Regions from separate parts of the Mus musculus genome. Here region 1 is linked to region 2. Evidence: chromatin contacts called from public HiChIP or PLAC-seq data. All regions are on one chromosome and are shown on one strand. Each heading gives the region's core, a stretch centred on a gene start, on an enhancer-like site or on the middle of the called end of the contact. The rest is flanking DNA. Distances are from core to core; before and after follow the strand shown. Region 1 has its middle 24 kb from the start of Anxa4. Region 2 holds the start of Gmcl1 (germ cell-less, spermatogenesis associated 1).

The links. HiChIP or PLAC-seq counts read pairs in DNA pulled down with a chosen protein or histone mark.
Region 1: a contact with region 2 is called in an H3K4me3 HiChIP or PLAC-seq map of embryonic stem cells, with 4 times the contacts expected there. The contact joins the enhancer-like site here to the promoter of Gmcl1 in region 2. A contact is called at or near these places in 8 of 39 promoter capture datasets (embryonic stem cells, hematopoietic stem and progenitor cells, hippocampal neurons and 3 more), 13 of 15 datasets of contacts at CTCF or cohesin (CD8 T cells, the G1E-ER4 cell line, the NIH/3T3 cell line and 6 more), 238 of 484 Hi-C or Micro-C datasets (3T3-L1-derived adipocytes, the 4T1 cell line, the 63-12 cell line and 128 more), 51 of 115 datasets of contacts at active chromatin or transcription factors (the 230-238 cell line, CD8 T cells, the NIH/3T3 cell line and 32 more) and 5 of 9 other capture datasets (adipose tissue, embryonic stem cells, liver and 2 more).

The regions. Positions count from the first base shown.
Region 1 is chr6:86,815,323-86,819,899 of GRCm38.p6, reverse strand. No RefSeq gene overlaps it. Among named protein-coding and RNA genes, the nearest start is that of Anxa4, 24 kb to the right of the region's middle. Within about 2 kb of position 3,124, at least 56 of the 459 cell types and tissues checked have an H3K27ac peak or open chromatin away from gene starts, as enhancers often do. A contact at or near this core is called in the N1E-115 cell line, cerebellar granule neurons, cerebellum and 11 more, where this site is marked.
Region 2 is chr6:86,731,561-86,735,782 of GRCm38.p6, reverse strand. Gmcl1 (germ cell-less, spermatogenesis associated 1) reads left to right here and starts at 2,405. Exons shown (of 14, transcript NM_011818.3): 1 at 2,405-2,872. The coding sequence starts at 2,619.

The sequences.
Region 1 (4,577 bases), core at 1,875-4,374, 83 kb before region 2:
GTCTGTCAGTCAGTCTGTCAGTCTGTCTTTCTCCCTTCCTTTCTCCCCCCCCCCCCACTCTTCTCTCTTCCCCTAACCCTTTCCCCCTTTCTTAAAAACAAGTTCTTGCCAGACATGGTGGCACATGGCTTTAATCCTAGCACTCTTGATGCAGAGGCAGGTAAGTTTCTGAGTTTTAGACAAGCCTGGCTTGCATACAGAGTGAGTTCCAGGACATCCAGGGCTACACTGAGAAAGCCTCTTAGGATAAAAAGGAAGGAAGGAAGGAAGGAAGGAAGGAAGGAAGGAAGGAAGGAAGGAGAGGAGAGGAGAGGAGAGGAGAGGAGAGGAGAGGAGAGGAGAGGAGAGGAGAGGAGAGGAGAGGAGAGGAGAGGAGAGGAGAGGAGAGGAGAGGAGAGAGGAGGGGAAAGGAAAGGAAAGGAAAACAGGTACTCAGAAGTCCCAGGCTGTTCCAAACCTGCTGGGAACGTGACCGTCATCTTCTGATCACCCTGCCTCTAGTTCACTAATGCTAGGATTCTAGGCCTGTGCTTCCGTCTCCTGTTTCTGAGGTGCTGGGGGTTGAACTCACGACCTCCTGCTTGCTGCACAAGTGCTTTACCGGCTGAGCTACGTCCCCAGCCCCTTTTCTGTGTTTTGCTTTCTGTGTTTTGTCTCACTGTGCAGCTCTGGCAGCTGTGGAGATCCACCTGCCTCTGCCTCCCCTGTGTTGGGACTGTGGGCACCATTTGCTTCTTTGTGACATTTTTTCCCCTAAACCACGCTTCTTAAACATCTTGAAAAACATATATAATTTAAGCACCAGCTGTAATCTTAGCCAGCAGATGGTGTTGCTGTGGTATTTGGAATACATCCCCAAGTTATTGTCACAGTCTCTTAGTATCGTATTACTTTTTATTCTCTGCTTGATATTTTATCAAGGGCAGTTTTTATACTGACTTTACATTTTAATACCATTAGATAACTAACTGTAAAGTATTCCATCAAGTCATAAACAGATGAGTACTGTTATAAAGATTTAAATTTTGATTACACATAAGTGTGTGTAGGTTTGCACAGGTGTGAATGCGGTCCCCATAGGGTCCAGAGGAGAATGTGGGGATCCCCTGGAGATCGAGTTGTGGGTGGCTGTGATCCACCCAATGCAGATGCTTGGTACTGAACTCAGGGCCTCTGCAGGAGCAGGAAGGACTCTGCTGAGCCGTCTCCCAGAAACCATTGAGTTTTCTTTCGTTTTCTTTCTTTCTTTTCTTTCTTTCTTTCTTTCTTTCTTTCTTTCTTTCTTTCTTTCTTTCTTTCTTTCTTTCTTTTCAAGACAGGGTTTCTCTGTGTAGCCCTGGCTGTCCTGGAATTCACTCTGTAGACCAGGCTGGCCTCGAACTCAGAAATTCACCAGCCTTTGCCTCCCAAGTGAGTTTTCTTTTAATAGGTTGTAACTTGTTTAGAGTGCTACTACTACAAATCCACATACATGTATGAAGTCTATATACAGAACTCTTGCCAGTCAATCATAAGAGAAACAAACCCACTTTTTAAAATGGTAAAAACCAGATGCCAGGTGTGATGGTACAAACTCCCAATCCCAGCACTAGGGAGCCTGAGGCAGGAGGGTCAGAAGTTCAAGGCCAGCCTGCACTACATAGTCAGATTCTATTGCAACACTCCTTCAGTATCACGATCCCTACAAACCTGCAGAAGGTGAGAGGGTAGTTTGCCAAAGAAAATATACTCAAGTCAAATAAATATACAAAAATAAGGCCCCCATCAGTCACCTGGAACAGCAATAAGGTAACACTGCACAATCATTAGATTAGTTTTTTTTCATTAATTGATTGATTGATTGAGTGAGTGAGGCAGGGTCTCACTATGTAGACCAGGCTAACCTGAAACTCACAGAGAGAGGTCCACCTCCTTCAGCTTCCCAAGAGCCGGGATTAACTGTATGGCCCACCATGCCCTGCTTAGAATGGCATTTATTTATTTAACGTGTTTGTGCGTGTGTGCCAGCCTGTGTCTTTTTTATGTGTGTCTGGAGGGCAGAAGTCAACCTCAGGTGTTGTTACTTAGATTTTTCATCCAGAGTCTCTTCCTGGGACCTAGAGCTCATCAATGAATCTGACTGGCCAGAGACACTGCTGGCATCCTCCTGCCTGTGCTTGCCCAGCCTGGGACTGAGTGCGTGCTCTGACACCCAGCTTTTTCTGTAGGTTCTAGTGTGAATGCAGATTCTCATGCTTGCATGGCAAATACTCTCCTAACTGAGCCATTGCCTCCCATTTATGAGCTTATTTTAAATGTTTGCTTCCAGGTCTTGCCATGTAACCCAGGCTTGCCTCAAACTTACAGCAAACTCTTGATCTATTTGTTTCAGATCCTGAGTTCTGGGATTCAAGGTCTGTTTTGCCATGCCCAGGTCAAATTTTTCTAAACTAATAACATATTACTGACACAGCTCATGGGTAAAACAGCTTGTAGTGTTTTATCATGTTAAACTTTCCTATTGTGCCACACAATGACAGCAACATGTCTGTATAAAGACCTGATTACATATAGTCATAGCATCATAGCATAAGTCATAATAGCCCAAAACTGAGAGCAGCTTAAATGTTTATCAGTGGGTGAATGGACAAACAAGTGAAACCTGTCTATAAAATGGGGGACCGCTCAGCAACACAGATGAGTGAGCTCCAGACACAAAAAGATACACCTCAAAGGCTGCTGGACCCCAAGAGCACCTACGACATCATTCCACTCTTGTGGTACTTTATAAAAGGTTTAAGAAAGTGGATGCCTGCCTGGTCTACAAAGTGAGTTCCAGGACAGCCAGGGCTACACAGAGAAACCCTGTCTCAAAAAACGAAGAAGAAGGAGGAGGAGGAGGAGGTAGATGCTGATTCCCAAGTATCAGGAGAGGAGGCAAGAACTTGACTGGAAGAGGTAAGAGGTAACTTCAGATGAAATCAACGTTGAGGGCTGCCGCTAGCTGCAGCTGGCACAGCGCTTGTCCAGAAGGCCCTGGATTCGATCTCCTGCACCAGATAAAACCTGGCATGCTGTGGTATGCCTGCAATCTCAGATGGGAGCCGGAAGGAGGCTCCCTGGGGAAGAATGTTTAGGACTAAGCCTGATGACCTAAATTCAATCTTGGCCCCCACATGGTAGAAGAAGAGAACTGCAAGTTGTCCTCTGACCTCCTCTAGTGTGTGCTAGCACATAAGCTAAATAAAGCCTAATCAAATTGTAGGTGTAGGAAGACTAGAAATGCACGGTTATCTTATCCTCGGCTACACAGCCCGTGCTAAACAAGATCCTGTCTCAAAAGGGTCTCTGTGTTTTACGCCTTGTACACATTTATTGGAATGAAACTTGAGCATTTAAAAGGAGAGCACTTTTAGAATATACGTTAGACCTTGATAATTCTGAGCTTTTAATTTTTGTTTGTTTGTTTGTTTGTTTGAGCCATTCCCCTGAAGGAGAACTTGAGAACAGATTGGAAAAATCAGGAAGAGACACAGGATTTGAGGGGTGTGGGAGATGGTGTCAGGAGCTCTTCTGGTTTGGGAAGTGTTAGGAGGTTGAATTAATTAGCCAAGCAAGGAGAGAGAAGAGAGACAGAAACGGTGCTACTGAAGACAGAAGGATGGGAAGGCGAGAGATGGGAATTGTGACAGGCTCCATTTATTTTTCTCTTTATTCCCTTGTCTTGCCTCTCTTGTTTGTTTGTTGATATCTGGGTATGTTGGTAGAGAACCTTACATACTATATGTACTGTTTAATCTCAGTTGTCAACTTGGTGAGAAACAAAATCACCTGGAAGATGGGCCTCTGAGTGTATCTTGGGGGCATTATCCTTTTTAGGTGAATTGAGGGAAGACCTGGCCACTGTGAGGCTGCCAATCTCTAGCCTGGGATACAGGCTGTCATCACTCTCTGCACCTTAGCCTCCATGGGTGTACAGACCACACAATCTGTCCGGCTCCTGCCCTGTGACTTCCTGAGTGATGGACTGGAGCTGTTAGCTGAAACACGCCCTTTCTCCCTTGTTTTGCCAGGTGCTTATCACAGCAAAGGGAAAATAAGACACTGTATGTGAACAGGCTTCCAAATACTCCACTCAGCAATTGGGCCCTCTCGGACACAGAGTGGGGGAGGGGAGGGGAAAGGAAGGGGAGGGGAAAGAGGAGGGAGAGAGGGGGAGGGGGAGGGGGGAGGGAGCGGGAGAGGGAATTAAGATCCTTGGGAGAGCTGCAACAGGCTTCCACCCAGGTGCACACCACCATTCGATTAGCTGGCTCCACCCACCACGGAACAGGGAGAGCCTGGCGGGTTGGACCCCAGCCCCAGATGTCAGGCTTTGAAAGCTTGCTCTCAGCTTCCACGCTCTGCTGCCGCCTACATTCCTTTCTGAAATTTCCTGTGTAAGTATTATTGTCAGATTCAAAAGAAAAGGGAAGGGATGCAGAGAGGCTCCATCTTGCCATTTCCACGTATTTATAAGTAGAACTTCACCCTGCTTTCTAGTGGGGAACACTTTCAGTGCCACACACCCAGGTCCGTCTCTCACTCCCGTTACTCAT
Region 2 (4,222 bases), core at 1,156-3,655:
TGGGATCACTGACAACATTGCTATGTGACAGTCACTCCAATGAACTTAGATTCAGGTATCAACGCTACCACCTCAGGACTGTGGAATCTCTACTCCAACTTTATTACACTTTGGAGGCATTATTAGGTTCTTTGTTTTGGTTTTAACAGAAGTTTTACCATTACGTGGTGTCTTAGCCAAAATTTTAAGAACAGTGTTTTGTGGCTGAGTGCTTTCAGTGGGCTGTTTTTCTTATCCTTAGGTATAAGTTCAGGGGGAGGGTAGAAAGTCACAATTTTCTGCTCACTCTTGGCTTTTCAGAAGTCCTACTGTGTAGCTAGCTCCTCTAGGCCCCAAAATAATGTCATCTCAGTCATCAACATAATAAGCCAAAGTTCCAAGTGTAGTCTGAGGTTTCTTTCCTCAGTCAGTTCTGGCCTCAATGGGATGCTGGCTTGGGGAAGGGAAGTCAGGGCAGGGGACGAGGGCAGGGGACTGGAATGGGGGGAGGGCACTTCTCTTTTTCTCCATCATCCCTGCTTGTAGCAACAGTGAGAAGAGCAGAGGGGATCAGGTCAGTTCTTGCACTGCCCTTGCTCTGAGGGTGGAGGCTAAGTCCTATGTGGCTGTGGCAGGCTCTTACAGACATTGCCATGGCTCTCCTCAGTATCCAGGGAGCCATTCACCTGCGCTTCCTTAGACAAGACCAATATGGATGTTTTACCCTCTAGGAATTTAGTGACACATGAAGCCACCATGTTACAGTCTAGCTTGTGCATACGCCAAGGCCTCTTTGTTTTTGTTTTTTGTTTTGGTTTTTCAAGACAGGGTTTCTCTGTATAGCCCTGACTGTCCTGGAACTCACTCTGTAGACCAGGCTGGCCTCGAACTCAAAAATCCGCCTGCCTCTGCCTCCCGAGTGCTGGGACAATGTTTTAAGATGACCTCACGTATGTTTCATATTATGTACATTCCTGCGTGTCCCCTGCAGCCACCGTAGTTCTCTTCCTCCCACTTCTCCTTCAACCAGCCTCAGCTACACACCCTCAGAATTTCTCAAACATGAGAAATTCCTCAGTGGCTCACAAAGGACATATACTGCTATAACGGAGTGCAAATGGTGAATTGATGCAGTCAGTTCCGGGGGGGGGGGGGCGAAAAACTGGCAAGAACTCGTAAAGTTGAAAATTTCCCAAGAGCCCGTTTCTGGGATCTGCCTGATGAAGCTTTTGCGAGTGGTGTTCCTGAAAGAGCATCTACGTAGAAATAACTGAAACCCCTTGGCAAGGGAGTAGGCAAATGATGTGTCTAACAATGAGCAGTGACAATAACTAGAGATTCCATTCAAAGTATAGTTTTAGGAGAGGAGAAATCATAGGTTTGGGATGGTCCAATTCCATTTAAATTACATGTCTGAATGTGCAGCAGAAGAGTGGTTATACGTGTAAAGACATGCATAGAAATGGCACAGAGAGGGAGAGGCTGGAAACTGAGAATTAGTACACAAGGGGTTTCTCATTCCCCACTATATATCAATAAAGCTAAAGGGGAGTGAATCAAAGTAAGTGTGATAGAATTCCAAGCCAGTAGTAGGTCCACAGGTACTTGTATTGCTCTGTTTGAAACATTCTATTATAAACATTTTACTTTGAAAGGTATAAAAGGCAGGTATGGTAGCTCAGTGCCTCAACTCCTAGCACTTAGAGGCTGAGATAGGCGGACTTCTGAGAGTTCCAGGGAAGCCTTGGGCTTCAGAGTGACACTTTTCCTTGAAGAAAATTTAAAAAAAAAAAAAAATCGAGGGCCAGGGATGTAGCTTAGTTGGTAGAATGTTTGCTTAGCATTCAAGAAGCCCTGCATCTGATACTCAGCATTTCAGGTCCACGAAGGTGATGTGACACATACATGGCTGTAATCCCAGCTTTCAGGGGGTAGAAACAGGAGATCAAGAGTTCAAGAGCATCCTATACAGTGAGTCGAAGTATGTAGTACGAGACACTGACACAATAAAATAATAATTAAATCAAAACAAGGCAGCAGAAGGAAGGCAAGACCTGGAGGCTAGCTGAGGCTCCAGACTGAACCCGGTCAACACAGCTGGGTGACGGTCATCTATCTAACCGGGCCAGTCGGGTCCTAGAGCCCTGGAAGCAAAGGCCATGTTGGCAAGTCCGTCCTCTTATTAACCGTACAGGGCTGGATGAGACCCCGGAATCGAGGAAGCTTACGGGAAGAACCAGCGACAGAGATCCCGAGATCTGTTAGGCATAAGCACACAGTGCCCACGCCCCTCCGTTGAAGCCGGAACCGCGGAAGTCAGACACGCACCGGGGCTGAGCGCCGCAGGGACGGGCCAGCAGCCTGCGCATGCGCAACCTGCAGCGCAGGCTCCGTCCTCCCGCCCCGCCTTTTCCGGAGGCTCGCCTTGCGCCTGCGCCCTGCGGCGCGCGCTTTGTTGGGAGAAGGAGGGGGCGAGGTCTAGCGAAGCCGGTCCGCTGAGGCGCTACGGGCGGGGCTGAGGATGGAGGTGACTGCGTTCGCGGCGACGGTTGGGGCTGCGCGCGAGGCGGCAGCGGAGTAGGCGGTGGAGATACGGGCATGGCGGGGCGGCCCCTCGGTGCTCCCTAGGCGCCGGAGCCATGGGCGCTCTCAGCAGCCGGGTGCTGCGGCCCGCAGGGCGCACAGAGCAGCCCGAACCCACGCCCGGGGCTGGGGGCGCGGCCCGCAGGTCGGACGCCGGCGAAGATGCGGGCCACAGCTTCTGTTACTGTCCGGGCGGCCGCAAGCGCAAGCGCAGCAGCGGCACATTCTGCTACTGTCACCCCGACTCCGAGACAGACGACGACGAGGACGAGGGCGACGAGCAGCAGAGGCTGCTGAACACGCCGCGCAGGTACGGAACGCCCCGCACCTTGGGGGGCCTGACCCCGGTGTCCTTGACAGGAGAGCGCGGGAGGGTCGGTGCGGGAGGTGAGTGCCCGCGGAGCAGATGGGAGCTGGGCGTTTGCAGACAGACCTAGGTCAGTGCGGGAGCGGGCGCGTGCCGGGCAGACCTGGGGTCAGTGCGGGAGCTGGGCATTAGCAGACAGACCTGGGTCAGTGTAGGGTCTGGGAGTTTGCAGATAGACCTGGGTTAATACGGGAGCTCGCGCGTGTTGGGTGGACCTGGGATCAGTGCGGGAGCTAGAAAGCTTAGGGTTCTGCACATTAAACAGAAGCTTCCTGAGTGTCAGAGCCTCAACCTGAGCCTAAAAGGACTAGCCAGAGCTTCCGCGTCCCTTCCGTAGCAGGCGTTTGCTTTTTGAATAGGATAGCCACGGGAAATTTTACTGTGCATCACTAGCCATAAATCAGTAAAGAGAGGAGCATAGTAGTCCCTGAGATGGACATCTCTCTGTGTTGTCACTAGAGGGACCAGTGATGGAGATTCGCCCAGTTAAGAACAAAGTCTGCTTGTTGAGGTGGGCTGCACTCTGTGTAGGTTGCATAAGATTTTTTTGAGGGAAGAGTTGAAAAAAAAAAATCATTGCTTGTGAAATAGATGTGGCGTATACCAGAATATACTGTGCAGTAAGGATTTTTTTTTTCTCTTTTTAAGGTCACTGTTAGACTCACACAGATGTAATTTTTTAATGAAATTTTTAAAAAGGATCTGCTTATGGACATTGCATTTTTGTTGACAAAAAAAGTGTAGGTGAGCCGGGCGTGGTGGCGCATGCCTTTAATCCCAGCACTCCGGAGGCAGAGGCAGGCGGATTTCAGAGTTTGAGGCCAGTCTGGTCTACAGAGTGAGTTCCAGGACAGTCAGGGCTACACAGAGAAACCCTGTCTAGGAAAACCAAAAAAAAAAAAAAAAAAAAAAAAAAAAAAAAAAGTGTAGGTGGTAGAGTTGGAGCTCAGTGGTAGCGGTAAGATATGTAAATATCTTAGGTTAAAAACTAGGTTAATATAACTTTTCATTAGGGGGTGAATATATTCACAAGATGGATGTTCTAATGAGTTCCAATTCTGAATTCCTATCTGTATTCTGCACTTAATATACTCATTTTCATATGTAAAGTAGAACTATTATTGCCACCTCAAAGAGTTACGCAGATTTTGCAAGGTATTACAATCCTGCAGTAAGCCTCTGGTGGCTGAGACAAGAGCATCAAGTTGGAGGTCAGTCTGAGCCACAAAGTGACTTAAAGGCCATTCTGGGCTGTATCCAGACACCCTGGAGAGAAGAGAGAGGAAGGAAGGG